Regions from separate parts of the Sus scrofa genome. Here region 2 is linked to region 1. Evidence: chromatin contacts called from public HiChIP or PLAC-seq data. All regions are on one chromosome and are shown on one strand. Each heading gives the region's core, a stretch centred on a gene start, on an enhancer-like site or on the middle of the called end of the contact. The rest is flanking DNA. Distances are from core to core; before and after follow the strand shown.

The links. HiChIP or PLAC-seq counts read pairs in DNA pulled down with a chosen protein or histone mark.
Region 2: a contact with region 1 is called in an H3K27ac HiChIP or PLAC-seq map of skeletal muscle, with 3 times the contacts expected there. The contact joins two enhancer-like sites. A contact is called at or near these places in 1 of 47 Hi-C or Micro-C datasets (skeletal muscle) and 1 of 2 datasets of contacts at active chromatin or transcription factors (skeletal muscle).

Annotation. Positions count from the first base shown.
Region 1 is chr18:15,798,952-15,802,222 of Sscrofa11.1, forward strand. All of the region lies in intron 6 of EXOC4 (exocyst complex component 4), which reads right to left. Among named protein-coding and RNA genes, the nearest start is that of EXOC4, 110 kb to the right of the region's middle. Within about 2 kb of position 1,535, at least 3 of the 83 cell types and tissues checked have an H3K27ac peak or open chromatin away from gene starts, as enhancers often do. A contact at or near this core is called in skeletal muscle, where this site is marked.
Region 2 is chr18:16,366,858-16,370,128 of Sscrofa11.1, forward strand. No RefSeq gene overlaps it. Among named protein-coding and RNA genes, the nearest start is that of PLXNA4, 110 kb to the right of the region's middle. Within about 2 kb of position 1,709, at least 6 of the 83 cell types and tissues checked have an H3K27ac peak or open chromatin away from gene starts, as enhancers often do. A contact at or near this core is called in skeletal muscle, where this site is marked.

The DNA of each region.
Region 1 (3,271 bases), core at 285-2,784:
GACCTCAAACCCAATACAGCTACAATGAAACTCATCCTCCTCCCAAACCTCCTTCTCCGCTTACCTATGTCCGTGATCGCTACCACTCGCCTCGGCAAATCACCCTCCCCTCCCCTCTTCCTCAAATCCAATCAATTACCAACTTGCTGGAGTTCTCTTGGGGCACAGCAGGCTAAGGATCAGGAGTTGTCACTGCAGTGGCTTGCGTCGCTGCTGAGGTGCAGTGCCAACCCCTGGGCCCAGGGAACTTCCACATGCGATGGGTGCAGAAAAAAAAAAAGAAAAAAAAAGGAAAAAAACCTTCTTTTATTTCTGCCCCTTTACCACCTCTCCTATGGGCCTACTTCAGTCCACTGCCACTGTTACTTGGCCAACCCAGGCCTTATCTCTTCCCTGGATTATTCAAACAGCCCTTATAGGAATCTCTCTTCCCCCAGTCCTTGCCTCTCCTTGTCTAGACTGTCAACTCAATGAGGGTAAGAAGTGCGTCTGATTTATCGCTGTATTCCAGTATTTGTCATAACAGTCAGCCTATGACAGGCAATAAATGAGTATTTGTTGAACAAAAGAATGCAAAAATGAGCTCCAGCAGGAGGGACAGATAGAGGCCTGATTACAGATAACAAGTGGTGAGGAAATATGTATTAAAGATTATAATCTCCTGGTTTTAGAAACTCACAACAAAAATATTTCATACAAAACTCTCCTCTCAAGAAGACAGCCTCATCAAGCTAAACGTAAGAACCACAAGAAATACAGTTACAGGTGAAAGGTATATGCATACCTTGAATAATACTATAATAAAATCTATTTTGTATTTTTGAAAAAGAAAAGGATCAAGATACACAAAGTATTTGTTTGTTAAACACACTTCCAATTACCTGGCAGGTTTAACAACAGCCTTCTTACAGACACAAGCAAAACGTTACCTATTCTCCCAGATATTCTACTAACTTCCACAGCCGTCCCTATGCATCTGGTCTTGGAGCCCCCGCATGGAAAAAGGCAGAGGATGAGGAGGAAGCAAAGGTTAAGAATAGTCACAGTTGGAGTTCCCGTCGTGGCGCAGTGGTTAACGAATCCGACTAGGAACCATGAGGTTGCGGGTTCGGTCCCTGCCCTTGCTCAGTGGGTTAACGATCCGGCGTTGCCGTGAGCTGTGGTGTAGGTTGCAGACGCCGCTCGGATCCCGCGTTGCTGTGGCTCTGGCGTAGGCCGGTGGCTACAGCTCTGATTCGACCCCTAGCCTGGGAACCTCCATATGCCGCGGGAGCGGCCCAAGAAATAGCAACAATAACAACAACAACAACAAGACAAAAGACAAAAAAAAAAAAAAAAAAAGAATAGTCACAGTTGCACAAGGCAAGCAAAGTCTATGGTATAAAGCTCTATCATCAAGCTGTGAAAAATGTTCAATATTTAAGGTGAGATCCGACTCTCTGAATCTAAATTTAACATCCAGGGAACCTTGAATTAGTCATTTGGCTGGAAAACCCATGTTCACAGCCAAGAAGCTGCCTTACTTGGTCACGAAGCAAAGACACACACAAGGTAGAAAATCAGTTTTGCTCCACTACTTATTTGCTGAGACCTTAATATCAGGTGGTACATTTTCCCCACTGCCAGACAAAGGCAATAACCAGAGGATATTTATTTCCCTACCTCTATGCTCTAAAGGATCAAAAAACACTAAACTCAAAGCTTAGGTTTTATGTGAAAAATTAAGAGAAACTGATCATTAATTATTTCATATCAAAATGGTCTTAAGTTTTATATGCCTGTCTCTCACGTACACATTTTCATAACGAGCCTGGCTGAGCCAGTATTTTTCATTTCAAACAGGACATTTAATCTTCAAGGTTATCTAATACCTACTTCTAAAGGATGGAGATTGGTTTCACCACTTATTAATAACAGTCTTCGTGTGAAAAGAAGTTACTATTTGAGGAGTGCTGACTAATTCTCCATCTGCACTATGAAAAGAATAGGAAAAAAACTATTAGCAATATAGAATGAAACACAGTAAAAATAAAAAGAACTGGATTCTGGTTCTAGTAATTTCCTTCCTGTGTCACTTCCCGACCTGTCAATCAGACTCTCATGCTGTTTCTGAATTCTCAGTAGATGACCTCGGATGAACTTCTAACATGCAACACATTAGTGCCCGAAATTAGAAAACAAACCCAGGCCCTCTATTTCTTTATCAATGTCATTCTTTCAAAAGCCTTTCCCGGGATAGTCTCTTGAACAAAAAAATGATGGGAAAACTGGATAGTCCCATGCAAAAGAATGAAACTGGACCACTATCTTGCATCATATACAGAAGTCGACTTGAACATAGACCTGAAACCATATGACTCTTACATGATGCTAAAAGCCCTGGCATCAGTCTTGGCAGTGATTCTTTGGATTTGACACCAAAAGTAAAAATAAGCAAGTAGAACCACATCAAATTAAAAGCTTCTGCACAGCAAAGGAAATCAAGATAAAAGGCGACCTACAGAATGAGGGAGAAAAGTATCTGCAGATCCTATAACCCATAAGGGGTTAATATGCAAAATATATGAAGAACTCACACAACTCAGTATCACCAAACACAATCAGACTAAAAAATGGTCAGAGAAACTGATTAAGACATTTTCCCAAAAATATACGAATGGCCAAAAGGTCAACAAAATGTTGCTCAACATCTCTAATCATCAGGAAGATGCAAGTCAACACCACAAGGAGATCGAGCATCACAAAAGCAGTAAGAGCACCGGGGAGGTTGTGGGGGAAAAAGGATCCTTTGTGCATTGTTCGCTGGGAAGGCGAACTGATGCAGCCACCGTGAAAAACAGCATGGAGGTTCTTCAAGAAATTAAAACGGGAACTACCATAGGATCACCGGGAAAGAATCCACTTGTAATGAATTCTTTTCTTTACAAAAAAGAAATGGCACAGGTGTTAGCTAATGCTATGGCGGTAATCATATTGCAGTACTTGATTCGACACACTCCAACACCTTAAACTTACACAGTGTTATCACGGCCTTGATCCAACACGAACGATTATACCGAAATAACGTCACCAATAACATAAAATGTACATTTTATCAATCATTCCCTTAGCTGGCCCAATCTCTAATTTGAACCTGCATTCCATTTCTGGGTATATACCCAAAAGAAATGAAAACAGAATCCCAAAGAAATACCCGCATTCCTATGCTGCATTACGCATAAGAGCCAAGATACATACACAACCCAAGTGCCCATCAGTGAATGAACAAACA
Region 2 (3,271 bases), core at 459-2,958, 570 kb after region 1:
GAGATTAAATTTACAAGTCGTAGCCTATAGATGGGAATTAAGACCTGGGCAGTGGGTGGGATCACTTGGTTGCAGTTCTTCTCAACCTTAGCTGTCTCTTAGAATCACCTGGGAAGCTTTCAAGATTTTTTTGCCACCAGGGCATTCTCCAGATCAACTAAATCAATATCTCTGGACATGGCACCCAACCATTAGATTTTTGAAGTTCCCCAGTGATTTCAATGAGAACAGGAGGTTGAAAACCACTGACAAAATGCCAAAGGGGAAGGAAAAAGAGTCCAGAACCCTTGCGGGTATGAGAGGGTAGAGGATGATGGCATTGCAGAGGGAGAAAGTTAAGGCATCTTTGGCAGTGCCCAAGAATTGGTTTCTTTTGTGGTTGACCAGCTGGTGAGAACAGTTTGTACCCACCACATGCAAAGGACTCTCATCTGTGGCTGATGAAGGGCATAGGATCACTTTTAAATTTCAAAATACACTGATTCCATTTCGTGATACAATCAGACTTATTTAGACCCAAAGTATTTACCAACTATTCCCCTGGTCTTTTTAATTAAGTTGAAAAGTTGAAATTAAGCAAATGTGGACCTGTCACTCTTTAAGTGTGGATAATTCTGTGCAGAGATGTGGCTGGATTTCAGCGGGGAGCTCCTGAAGTCAGGCTACAGGGGAAAAGAGTGAGCGTCTAGTCTAACGTCAGCGCCAGTAATAACGCGCTGGTCTTTGTGTGCAAAAGATCTTGGGACAATCCACTGCTGAGTATGTGTTGGAGGTATTTTCTGTCTGTGGGGATGTGCATGATGAGAGATCCATTTTCTAACGTCTCGGCTCCCATTTGCTACCCCTCTTACCCCAAGCTTTTGCAGACTGGTGTACCTGAGTGAGCCAAGAGAACAACGGCCTGCAGCTGTGTTCTCAACCCTGCTTCCCGGGACACTGACACCGTGACCTTGGTCTCACTAATCCATTTTCCATGACTCTTGACCAACAAATCAAACAGATCAAATTCGTAACTGTTGAGTCCTTTGGAAAGATACAGCACATTCCCTCACCCTATTCCTGCACCTGACAGGGCTCTTTTAAAAGCTGTCCTCATGTTTGTTTCTATTTCTGACTATCATGATCATTAAAGGAACCTGAAAATGCTCTTTGGTTGGAGTCCAAAGTCCAGACTTCAAGACTGAGCTCTACCGCCTGGTGGCTGTGAGCCACTTAGTCTACCAAGCATGTTTTCCCCTCTGTAGATGGAGGGTCCCTGCCTTACCTCTTTTCTGAGGTCCCTGTCTCCAGAGAAATGAGTGACCGTAACAGCCTGGTCTTGCTGATGTAGACTCTTGCCCCCATCACTGTATCTCCTCCTCTGGGCCTAATGCAGAAGCCATTCACCTGCCTTGGGTGTCTGCCTCCTTCCTTCTCACCATTGGGCCTTTCCTTCTTCCCGAATCCCATGGCACAAACCTCACATTTCCTCAGGAAGTCCTTCTTGATGAACCCATCCCACTTGTGTCATCCTGATGGTTTTTCTCCAATGCCAGAAGAAAATGGTGTGCTTTATAAGTTAAATGCCATTTTCTGGTATGTTTCTCTATAGATGTCTTGACTCTGTCCCGTGTCTTGATTTTGAGTCTTCAGATTCTAAGTTTGGAGAGTGTAGGGACTGAAGATTCCTCCCAGCTTTGCAGCACTGATCAGTGTGGAAGTTTTATCATTCATGCCAACTGCCAACCGCTTTCTACATCTGATTTGCATTTGTCGCTGATCTTCACAAAACAAGATCACCCTATAAACAATCAAGTTTATGATGTTTGTAGGTATTTTTCTACATTCGTAGCTTAGTCCTTCCCTTGTTAAAACAATTCTTGGCCACCAGATTCTTACAGATAATTGGTATTAGCCAGTGAGGGCAGGAGTGGAAACATCCATTTGAGCCTTTCATCAGCAGGAGCATGTCTTCGTCAGCACACTCCACCGAGATTTCGGCGTCACTAGCTTTCCTGCCTTCCCTTTCAAGTTGTTCCAGGCCCAGTGACATTCAGAGTGGTGAGTCATTGGCTAAATGTGGAGGCCGTCATTCTGCATGCACAACTGTGCGTGCCTGGGCGCCCTCCCGGCCCGCGATGGTGTGTGACTCTGACCTCGAGGAGGAGGGCATTCGGGAAATGATCCTCCTTGAGCTCGACAGTTGCATTTACCACGCCCTGATATTTTTAGAACCCCAACAGGGACAGGAGAACTCAGGCTAATGTTGTGCGTATTTTACATAATGAACCTACTCTGTGGACTTCTGCGGAACAGTAGAAATAACACCATTCTTTTTTTTAAGGTATTTTTGAAAATTTAAGGTAGCAAATATTTATTGACTACCTACTAAGCGACAGACATTGCATTGGCATCAGGGTTCCAATCACAAACAAGACAACAAAGCAGACTATCACCTGCCTTCATGGGACGTACGTTTCAGAGGACGCAATCGACCTGCAAGGAAAGGCATAGTCACATTCCTTTTTCTTTTCTTCATCTTTGAACGTTCATTCCAGCTCAAACTTTGAGTTTATCTCCAAGGCTACTTCTTAATTAAACCGGAAAGGGATATTTTCTGACTTAACAATTCTATTTTCAGTAAACAGATGCTCAAAAAGATCAGTAAACAGATTCTGCCCAGCACCTTCTGAGAGGAAGACACTAAATTTGCTTTGGAGAACCATTCTGTGTCTCCTGTTTTTTTTTTTTTTTTTTTCCTGTGGATCAGGTGGGCCTCCACGTGGGCTCCAGAAGTCCTACAGAGCACAGGGGAATGCTCCCAGACTCCATGGAAGGCCTGGAGCACCAGCAGAATCCTGTATCCTAAGGCCACAGTGATTGGCCTGTGCTTAACCAAAGTTTCTCCAAAACTTTTGTGCTTCAAAAGGAGCTTCACTATGCAGACAGAACACCTAAGACTTTTTCTAGAGTCCGCATTTAGTATTAGCCTACTTTAGAAGGTCTTGAGAGAGGACCACATTCCAAGAGCTCTTTTAGACACTGAGGCTGCGCAAGAAGTTTGAATCCAGCGTGTTCACCGCGAGCTGCCCCTGCTATTGAGGAAACGCTTTGATTTCTCATCAAGCCCCTGCCCACTCCCCGACTCTGGCCCCGGCTGGGCCGGTTTGGGCCGGTGGAGATGGGGAAAACAGCACCGTGCTTGGTGACTGGAGTCTTGCTCGTTCCCTAACTAGTGGCAAGAACTTGTCAAGCCGTAGTACCCCCCTGGACCTCAGGGAGGAAGCCAGTT